3 separate regions of the Sus scrofa genome follow, and all the other regions are linked to region 2. Evidence: chromatin contacts called from public HiChIP or PLAC-seq and promoter capture Hi-C data. All regions are on one chromosome and are shown on one strand. The core of a region is the stretch at or near the end of the contact, and the rest is flanking DNA. Distances in the headings are between cores, read along the strand shown. Region 1 holds the start of ZSCAN29 (zinc finger and SCAN domain-containing protein 29). Region 2 holds the start of MAP1A (microtubule-associated protein 1A). Region 3 holds the start of ADAL (adenosine deaminase-like protein).

Region 1 (3,263 bases), core at 136-2,635, 150 kb after region 2:
ATCCTGCCTTATCAAGACTAGCCACCATAGGAAGTTACCTTACAGTCCAGCAGGTTAAGGATCCGACCTTACGGCAACTGTAAAGCAGGTGGCAACTGTGGCATGGGCTTCATCTCTAGCCCAGGAACTTCCACACGCAGCAGATGAGGTGTGTGCAGCAAAACAAACAAAAAACCCAAAAACTACAAGCCACCATAAAGTTCTCTGAGCTTCAAGTTGCTCATTTGTAAACTGGGGCTAACAATACCTAACTTGCTATGTTGTTGAGATGATTAGATAATACTACTGGAAGCATAAGTAGAAAAGAAGAGTGGTTCAGATACTGGAGCCAGACAGATCTGGGTTCAAGACCAAGTTTGCTAATTATTAACTGCCTAATACCTGACACCAGAGTTAATCTGTGAAACGGAGATAGGTGGTTGTGAAGTTAAATGAGATAATACATGTAGTACATGGCCCCTCCTTCTCATACATTCCTGGTTACATGAAGGCCTCCCTCCAAATTCTTCTGGAGAAGAAATTTCCTGGTCAAGGAGTAGAGGGAAACACCCTCATTCACTTTTTCATTCAAAATAATTGACTGAAGTCGTATTCTGTGTTAGATACTACGTATTTGGACAAATTTTCAAAACAGCTTAAAACAGAGTGCAAGTGTGAAGATGGGAGAAAGCATCTCCCTCATTTTTACATCCAGTTCCCCAGCAACTCTCATTCAGATAGTTCATCCTTAGGCTCAGCCCTGGATTCCCTCCTCTTCCCCAAGGCAGGGCCTTTCAGGAGTCTGCCCTCCTTTTCCCAGCGTAGCCCAAACCTCTCAAGGTGTTTACACCGTGGTAGGCCCCTCCGGCACAGCCCTCCAGCTACCTGCTCAAGGACACGCCCCCCCGCCCCCGCCTCAGCTCTGCAAGCCACGCCCCCTAAGGCTCCTCCCCCACGCAGTGGCTCAGGTCCACCCATTCCCTGCTCGCTAGTTCCCGCGCTCTGAGCCGGATTGTACCTGGAGGCCACCCCGCTTGTTCCACGTGAAAATGGACCCTGGGTATCCGCTCAGCGCCAAGAGCAGTTCGTGGATCATTTCCACGGCGGACCTCCGGTCCCTATATCCGTTGCACCTTTCTCCAGAGCCTCACCAGGCGACCAAGGAAACGCGTATTCCTTTCTCTACTCGCGCACAGGCCTCCTGGACGGGCGGTTCCTCCAGACTTTATCCGCTGAGAGAACTGCTGCGGAGAGCGTACGGGAAGCAGGGAAGGGATAGGCGAGCCGCGTCCCGGAAGTGCACTGTGCTCGGTTGGGCCCACTCGCTCGCTCCCGCCGGGGCTCCGCGAGAGGTGTCTAAGCAGCTGCCCTTGCGCATGCGTCTGTGGCGCCCTAGTCGCCTGCTCTCACTTCCGGTTTGGGAACTGGACTGGGAGGCTTGAGAGTCCCGGCTGGAGCCAGACCTCGAGTGGGTGAGGCTGGCCCACGGGCAGAGATGCGAGCGGATTGAGGGGTATCCCGAGTGGGAGAAGCTCCTAGGGGTGGGCCAGAGGGTGCTCTCAGGGCGCCTTAGCCCCGGTCCGAAGCCTCTGGAGGGACTCCTTACCGCTCCGAGAGTGACCTGGCCAGAAAGCGAAGACAAAGAGGCCGGAACCCCGCACCCGCCGCTCCTTGAGCTGTGCTCCGCACTCGCGAATACCGCAGCCCTCGGAGCGCTTGGCCAGCACTCGAGCTCGTCTTCAGGAGACACATGACTACTGCCCCCTCGGACTCCCTCTTTCCACCAACTCAGTGTGACTCTCCCCAAGTCCACCTGGCCCTCGCTTCAGAAGTCAAAACCAACTTCTCTCAATGCTCGAGATTTCCCGTCAGTAGTTCCCGGATATTTACTGAGCGATTACTTCTGCTGTGAGGGAAAACAAAGACCCAGTGTTGTGTACTTGATTTTTGTTTGGGGTAGAAATTGGTGGTGGTGGAGTCTGAGGGGGCGGGGCGGACGTAGAGGGTTTGGGGAAGGACGGCGGAAGTATTGGGGCAGATCAGAGGCGACCCGCTGGACAGAGGGTTTTCTATTGCCTTCCTCGGGGTGGTGACATGCCTTTAAAACCTCTCAGCTCTAGGTCTCCCTTACGGTTTGAACTCACTATGCAGCACTGGCCAGGGGAGCTCAATGGGTCAGACTTGGGGAGGGGTGGAAGAGGAGCAGTCAGTAGTTTATTCTCTGCTGCTTCCCCGGGGCTGCCCTGGAAGTCGCCCAGAAATGCAGCTTTTGAATGGTCTCTCACCTTCATGCTCAGTTTTGGCTTGCTGCCCTGAAGTTGGTGCTACCTCACATGGCCACGCAGAACTTAGGGGAAGTCAGGCCAGCTCTGGCAAGACTTTAGACATATGAGTGTATTCCTTCTGATAGTGCCATCTCTCTCTACCCTAGGAGGAAATTCTTCTTACAGAGAGAGACTCATCTGCAGGTGATTCTTCAAGGACATGGAAGATAGGTGTAAACCCTGGAACCTAGACCCTTAAATGGAGGAAAGCCGCTTTCTGCTGTGAATGATGGCCAAACCCACCCTGAGAGGGACTGGCACTAACTCTGAGACCTTCCGACAGCGCTTCAGGAGATTTCATTACCAGGAGGTAGCTGGGCCCCGGGAGGCTTTCAGCCAACTGTGGCAACTTTGCTGTCGGTGGCTAAGACCGGAGGTGCGCACCAAGGAGCAGATTGTAGAGTTGTTGGTGCTAGAGCAGTTCCTGACCATCTTACCTGGGGAGATCCAGAATTGGGTACAAAAGCAATGTCCAGAAAGTGGAGAGGAGGCAGTGGCTCTGGTGGAAGATTTAGAAAGAGAGCCTGGAAGACCTGGACATTCGGTGAGCAGGGAGAGGGAATTTAGAAATGTGTGACTGGGAAGGGGCAGGATGAAAAGCCACACTAAGGCACAGTCTCCCTTGCTGATGCTTATACTTATGGTCCTTTAACAGGTAATTTTTTCAGATAGAACTTATTGGGAGATGCTACCAATAAGCATGTGCTTGTGCTACATGTCACAATGAGTTATTCATAGTTTCATGGGTTTTTTTACTTAACAGGGAAGAAAGGGTAATTCTTTTTCAGCCTGTAGTTTGGCTTACTGCTTTGATCTAGCGTTCCTGCTGCTCTTAGCTAACAGTAATGGACTAAGAAAGACATTTGTTCACTATTAATCACCTCCCACCCCAACCTTAGCCTTGTCTCCAAAGGATGATCTCTTTTGGGGTATCAGATAATCTCCTCTGGGAATACCCCT
Region 2 (3,384 bases), core at 257-2,756:
GGCTTCCCCCACCATCATACCATCTGTCTGCAGTGTGCGGGTATGTAGGGATAGCTATGGGAGCTTTACAACTTTCCCCTCAGGCGTCTCTCCCTTCCTCCCCACCCAATCCTCCCACAAGGCCAGTTCTGCCTGGAAGACTGGACCTCTGATCTTCTGTGACCAGCCCTCACCCAAAGGACAGAGACAAATTGATACTAATCCTAACCTTTGACCTCTGAGGAGAAGTGAGCTAGATGCCGGGTAATGAAGAGTCTCAATTGTTGGTTCAAGTCAATGGATGATAAGTCAATGTTCCAGGAGAGAATGCCTGTGAGAGAAAAAGAAACAAAGAGGGACCTAGATAAGGTCAGAGGGACTAGACTTCTGAGAGAACTTCCAAACTCACAGAAGGGGTAAGGAGAAGGAAGGGATAAGAGCAATTGCTATGATCAGCCTCACTGATGTCTTTGAGAAGGGTGGCTAGTACCTTTGCCTGTCTCCCATCCTGTGCCTTTCTTGGGCTTTGCTGGAGCCAGAGGGAGAAGGGCAGAGTTTAGGCTAAATTTGGTCATTAACAAGTTTGTATGTAGGAATTTTCTTGCAGAGTTGACCAGGTGAGATAGAAATGACACCCAAGAGCCCCTTCCTTCTGGATACAGCTAGGTAGGTTTCTAAATTCTCCTTCTGTGGTCCCCTCCTTGCCTACACTCCTCCGCGGCTGGCTTCCACCCGCAGGTGGCTCCGCAGCACTGCGCCACAGGCAATGAAGGACTGAGAAGCCTGTGGTCACGAAGGTCACTCTCAGTCTGGCCGCTGGCACTGGGATATTTGAGATTTGTCTGCGGCGTTCAGAAAGCACCCTGTGCCTGTTCAGAAACCTAAAGAAGAAATTAAGGTAGGGACCTGGACTCTCCAGGGGATGGTGAGGACTTTTAGGGCGTCTGGCCCATGACACTGCAGGAGAGAGGGGTGCAACTAGAAAGGGCTCCCCAGGCAGTACACAGAGCTCCCCACCCCTCCTCAGGGAGTTTGTGGAACACCACAGGGTGTGCGGGAAGGATGGGGAAGCGAGATGTTGGCAGCTGGGGTGGGGGAATACAGATGTGTGACACAGAGGATGGAGGTGACAGGCCAGGGGCTGATGATTCAGATAACAGGGCGCGCAGATCTCAAGAAAAGCACACTACGGTTGGAGGATGCAGATGGCAAAGAAGCACGGGATGAAGGATGTCCCGAGAGCATCCAGGACAGCAGCTCACCTTGTTCAAGGTGGGCCCGCACGGCCCTCAGCTGACTCTCCGAACCGATATCGCCGATCACAATGAGCAAAGAGTGTTTCCTTAGGTCCCAGCGTGCTGCCGCCGCGGCGGCTCCGGCCTTGTACAGCGGCTCCGCGGGGTTCTGAGCCAGCGGAGAGCCGGGGCTTCGGAGCCCTAGCCCGGGACTTGTCTCCATGGCAACGCCGCGAGGCCGCCCGGGCCCAGCCTCGGTCTCCATGGAAACTCCTTTGGAGTGCAAGGCCGGCGTCGGCGGCTGGGAGAGTGCGCGCGGTTCTTAAAGGCCGGCGGCAGGAGCCGCTCATTGGCTGCTGCCTGTCAGGGGGCGGAGCACTGGCGCCGCAGCGGCTGGGAAGGGGCCGCGGAGCTCTGCTCTGCGGTTTCGCTGGGCCTGGGGAGGGGCTCGGGGGTTGGTGGCTGTCCCACTCCGCCCCCACTCATTTTCCTGAGAGATCTCACTCCGACTTGGGTAGGAGTGGGTTATCTGAGGGACCGGGTGGAGGGGCGAGTCTAGTACCTCGGCACCAGAAGCTTCTAGTTAGGATGTTTCCCCGGAAAAGTACTATCTGGCAATTCCGCAGCCTCACCCGAACTGAGGGGAGCCATCTTGTCCCTCTCTGCCTCGAGTTTATGTTGCATCCTTCTGTCCTTCCATGTTGGTGTTAACACAATTTGGGTTTGTTTGTTTTTTTTTTTCCTGACCTCATAGCCTCGGGCCCTGGGTGTGCACTGGGAAGCTGTGCAGTATCAGAGGGACAGAATGACCTTCCGGCCCTGAGTCCCTGGTGAGTTGTTATTCCGAAGATAGTGTTTGGCTGGTCTCCATCTCTGCTGAGTGCAGTGAGCTCAGACTGCAGCAAGGGGTGTTTCAGTAAACCCAAGCAAGACCTTCCCAACTACAAATAATGTGACACAGTGAGTTGGGTAACCTTGGAAGGCAATGGTATTACTTCCCCAGTGAATTCTCAAAACAGAAGGGACAATGTTTGAACCAAGAGAGGGCTTGGCCCTTCCAAAATGCAAAAAGCCGGGGGATGTGAAAGAAGACTAAGGAGGCTGACACTGTTTTATGACTGACTGGAACATCCTTGTACAAGTGGTGCGGTCTGCAAGTCTACCCCTCCCCCATTCCTCAGTGTGTCCCCACTACCTACTCTGCACTCCAGTGTCTTCTTTTACTCAGGATACTGAGTCATTCTGTATGTATACGTATCAGACAGAGCCTGTCTTTAACCCTAGGGCTCCAGCAGTACTTTTTTGGGTCTCATTTGTCTTACAGTTTCCGAATGGTATAATGAAGGAAGAGGAGCACAGTACCTGATTGAGCAAGGCTGCCTGTGAGCGGTGTTCTGATCCACCTCCTCTCCGGAGGCCCTGAGGAGGATTGGATAGTGTCTGCATTTTAAGTACCTCGCAGCAATCCTAGTTCCTATCATGGGACATATATTTAGCAAAACATCCAATCCATTCTGCGATTTGGACGTGGCCCTACCAGAAACTAACATAATGCTCTATGTCAATTATCTCAATTAAAAAAATTTGACATGGCCCTGAAAATCCCTTTTATAGCAGAGAGGGGGAAATAGTACCGGCAGAACATAAGATGGTGAGGATGCCTCACCCTATATGACACATGAGACAATGCTCTGCTACACCTCCACCCCACCATTTGCACGTCTGAATCTGGCAAAGAGCATAGAGAGATATGCAGGCCTCCTCTTCCGCAATCAAAAAAGAGTGCCACGTGGAGGCAGAGACAGAATAGGTTGTAGGGAGAGGAAGGGGACAGTTTCCATAGCAACTAGCAAGATCCTCAGTATAACTGGTCAGCGGCAGTTAACTATAAGCTCTGCTTTCATCAAGTCTGACAAAGAGGTTAGACAATAGCTCTGATTGGTATGGGGAAGGACTACACACTAATGAGAATGGTAGGAGCAGAAATTCAGAGCGGTGATCGCAGACTTGCTAGAATTGGCATTTATTAATTAGACCTGCAAATATAGACTGTAATAGTACTGAAAGATAACTATAGAGTCTTGGCATCTATGCTGAAGAATTTTACAACTGAAGGCAGAAAACACCAATGCACATATGTGCAAGGCATAGAAAGGTGAATAAAAATGTT
Region 3 (3,432 bases), core at 900-3,399, 190 kb after region 2:
ACAACCAATGAGGTATTACTACCCCACTTTATACAAGAAAAAACAGACTTTTTTAAATAAGCAGAAAATAATAAGGTATTCAAGTCACAAATTTTGCCCCACTTCTTTTTTTTTTTTTTTTTTTTTTTTGTCTTTTTGCTATTTCTTGGGCTGCTCCTGCGGCATATGGAGGTTCCCAGGCTAGGGGTCGAATCGGAGCTGTAGCCACCAGCCTACGCCAGAGCCACAGCAACACGGGATCCTAGCCGAGTCTGCAACCTACACCACAGCTCACAGCAACGCCGGATCGTTAACCCACTGAGCAAGGGCAGGGACCGAACCCGCAACTTCATGGTTCCTAGTCGGATTCGTTAACCACTGCGCCACGACGGGAACTCCCCACTTCTCTTTCTTCTTGAATCATTTTTCTTAGATCTGCTCTTAGATCTCCAAAAAAGCAGCATTTCTAACAATCATGTACATTTTACTACTTGTCATTTAAAATTCATTTCTACAGCACTATGTATATTTTTGTCAAGTTCTACAACTCTTTTTTCCCCCCTGTGACCTTCAATCAACACTGAGACACCCCACAAAGCAGCACAATCTCATTTTAGAGATGAATATCTGAAAACCCAGCAAGGCTCAGGGGAATCCTTCTCCCACTCCCTTCAGAGGTAATTCCAAACTCCTCAAGTGTTCTAGGAGACCCAGCCACCAGCTTTACAGAGAGAACAGAAGCCATCAGGCATGAACTCTCTCTGTTTCTCTCTGCCCTCCCTCACACTTAAACTTATCTTTATCTATACCCCTTCTTCCCTCATAAATCAGAGAAAGAAGATTTATTCTCCAGTCTCCAAGACTAATTTGTGCCCAGGACCCCATTACTTCCTATCTATTCCAGTTGTTCCTCCACTAGTTAATCTTCACTTTTCTGTTCCTCAATCTTTCTTTCCAACTGGCTAATTTCCCTCAGAGGACCACCATGCAAGCATAGTACCTGTTTCCACCTTAACATAAAAAAATTAAAACAAACTTTCTTTTATCCCACATTCCTTTCATTACTGCCCTCTTCCCTTCCAAACTAACTCCTTGAGCTGCCTCCATTTCCTTCTCCCATTCAGTGAATTATGCCCTTATTGCTCCACAGAAATTGCTCTCCTTAAAGTCATTACAAGCTCTTAAAACACCAAATCTAAATGACACAGTTCCAATATCCAAATCCAAATTATGTGGACTCCAAAACGCATGTCCTTCACCACTGTGCTACACTGCTTCAAGGTAACCATACTACAGTCATCTTAATTTCCTTCTCCATCTCAGCCCCTACAGTCAGTCACCAAATCCCAATTAATAAGTTACAAATGCCCTAAGTATCTTTGCAAGCGATTTCCTACTGGTGATGACTCCCAAACACCCAAATTAGAAACCTGATGATTATTTTAAACCACCAAGACTCAGACCATATCAAAAGGGAATAATCACCTCTCTTCCATGACTCTCTCTCCTGGAGACATATTCAACACTGTCCCAGAAGATAGAACTTTGAATGTGCAAGGGAATGTCATTTTACAGCTCAGAAACAGAGGCTGAGTGGTTCCCTTAGTGTCAGCTTAGCACAGAGCCAGGAATACAAGGGAATCAATAGAACACATCTGTGGGGAAACACTTATTGGGTGAATCACCTCTGTAAAGGTTTCCTCATTTTGCACCTGGCCTCAATGACTTGTTTTCAGATTTAAATGAGATCTCTTACTAAGTACTCATAGTTAATATCTGATGAAAGACCCCTATTCCTCGCCCACCGCAGTCAGTGATTCTAGCTCTGCTTCACTTCTACCAGTCACTCCACGCAGACCCTGTCTGTCGGTCCCCAGAGACTCACCTCTTAAAGATTTTCCTCAACAGCTGAGAACTCTATTAGAACTTAGGTAAATTTTTCACTTCAGACAGGAAAGCTTGTAGAAAAGCGACACCCCACGCTTCCCAGAAACAGTCCACGTGTCCATAATAAGCTGCATCTGGCAGTCTTCCCTCGAAGATTCAGTCCGGGATAATCAAAGGAATGTCAATCACAGCGGACTGTCACCACAAACTGCACCCTCCTCAGTCCTGATCGGGGAGCTGCACCCTTCCCGGAAGTGACGCACACGTGTCCAAGGAAGAGGAGGCACAGACGGAGGGTGATTTTTCCGTACAGAAGTCCGCGAGGTAGGTAGTATAGAACGAAAGGACAGCTCACCACCGTGACGGACCGCCGCTCCTGACTCTCCAGGCCATGGGCCCGCGGAGCCGCGAGCGTCGCGCGGGAGCAGTGCAGAGTACCAATGACAGCAGCGCCCTCAGCAAGAGCTCCCTGGCCGCGCGCGGGTACGTGCACGACACCTTTGCCGCCTTGCTAGTTCCGGCGTCCGTGCGCCGCGCGCCGCTGATCCACCGCGGCTACTACGTCCGCGCACGCGCCATGCGGCACTGCGTATGCGCATTCCTGGAGGGGACGCGCGCGGCTCTCGGCGCGCCCCACATCCAGATCCTGTCTCTGGGCGCCGGCTCGGACTCGCTGTATTTTCGCCTTAAAGCTGCGGGCCGCCTCCCCGGGGCTGCAGTCTGGGAGGTGGATTTTCCGGACGTGGCGCGGCGCAAAGCGGACAGGATTCGAGATACGCCGGAACTGTGCGCGTTAACCGGGCCTTTCCGGCGCGGGGACGCCGGGTCAACGCTATGCTTCGAGAGCTCGGACTACCGCATCCTGGGGCTGGACCTGCGGCAGGTGCAGCGGTTGGACCAGGCACTGGCCGCCGCGGGCCTAGACGCGGCCGCACCGACTCTGCTCCTGGCTGAGGCCGTGCTGACCTACCTCGAGCCGAATAATGCCGCGGCCCTCATCGCCTGGGCCGCCCAGTGTTTTTCTGATGCGCTTTTTGTCGTTTACGAGCAGATGAGGCCGCATGACGCCTTCGGCCAGTTCATGCAGCAACATTTTCGGCAGCTGAATTCACCCCTGCATGGCCTGGACCGCTTTCCTGACGCGGAGGCCCAGCAGCAGCGCTTTCTCCAGGCCGGCTGGACTGCCTGCCGTGCCTTGGACATGAATGAGTTTTATCGCCATTTTCTCCCCGCAGAAGAACGCCGGCGCGTAGAAAATCTTGAACCTTTTGACGAGTTTGAGGAGTGGCATCTGAAGTGCTCCCACTATTTCATTCTGGCCGCTTCTCGGGGAGACATTGTCTCCCAAACTGTAGTGTTCCCAGCATCAGAGACGTTTCCTCGGATAGATCCTGCCTCCCCTTCCGGAGTCATCCCTGCTCGTGTAGTCACTAGTGATAGCCAGGGTCCAGACCTTAAGAGATATGGCCATGCCTCTGTCCTTTTGAGCCCAGACGTTATTCTTAGTGCAGGAGGGTTTGGAGAAGAGGAGGGGCGGCACTGCCGAGTGAGCAAGTTTCACTTGCT

Evidence for each region. Promoter capture Hi-C pulls out the DNA fragments that hold promoters and counts their contacts. HiChIP or PLAC-seq counts read pairs in DNA pulled down with a chosen protein or histone mark.
Region 1: a promoter capture Hi-C map of fetal liver shows a contact between it and region 2, with 2.1 times the contacts expected there. The contact joins the promoter of ZSCAN29 here to the promoter of MAP1A in region 2. A contact is called at or near these places in 1 of 5 promoter capture datasets (fetal liver) and 2 of 47 Hi-C or Micro-C datasets (embryonic fibroblasts and epiblast stem cells).
Region 3: a contact with region 2 is called in an H3K27ac HiChIP or PLAC-seq map of skeletal muscle. The contact joins the promoter of ADAL here to the promoter of MAP1A in region 2. A contact is called at or near these places in 1 of 47 Hi-C or Micro-C datasets (heart right ventricle) and 1 of 2 datasets of contacts at active chromatin or transcription factors (skeletal muscle).

What each region holds. Positions count from the first base shown.
Region 1 is chr1:128,082,680-128,085,942 of Sscrofa11.1, forward strand. ZSCAN29 (zinc finger and SCAN domain-containing protein 29) reads left to right here and starts at 1,386. Exons shown (of 7, transcript XM_005659684.3): 1 at 1,386-1,915; 2 at 2,411-2,847. The coding sequence starts at 2,530. It overlaps TUBGCP4 (gamma-tubulin complex component 4), which reads right to left and starts at 1,360. Exons shown (of 18, transcript XM_021096979.1): 1 at 998-1,360. The coding sequence starts at 1,075.
Region 2 is chr1:127,935,446-127,938,829 of Sscrofa11.1, forward strand. It overlaps MAP1A (microtubule-associated protein 1A), which reads right to left and starts at 1,507. Exons shown (of 7, transcript XM_005659678.3): 1 at 1,242-1,507; 2 at 209-310. The coding sequence starts at 1,479. LOC100736659 (a long non-coding RNA gene) reads left to right here and starts at 1,581. Exons shown (of 3, transcript XR_301013.3): 1 at 1,581-1,728; 2 at 1,969-2,044; 3 at 2,539-3,384.
Region 3 is chr1:128,123,542-128,126,973 of Sscrofa11.1, forward strand. ADAL (adenosine deaminase-like protein) reads right to left here and starts at 2,150. Exons shown (of 10, transcript XM_013993097.2): 1 at 1,865-2,150. LCMT2 (tRNA wybutosine-synthesizing protein 4) reads left to right here and starts at 2,133. Exons shown (of 1, transcript XM_003353380.4): 1 at 2,133-3,432. The coding sequence starts at 2,258.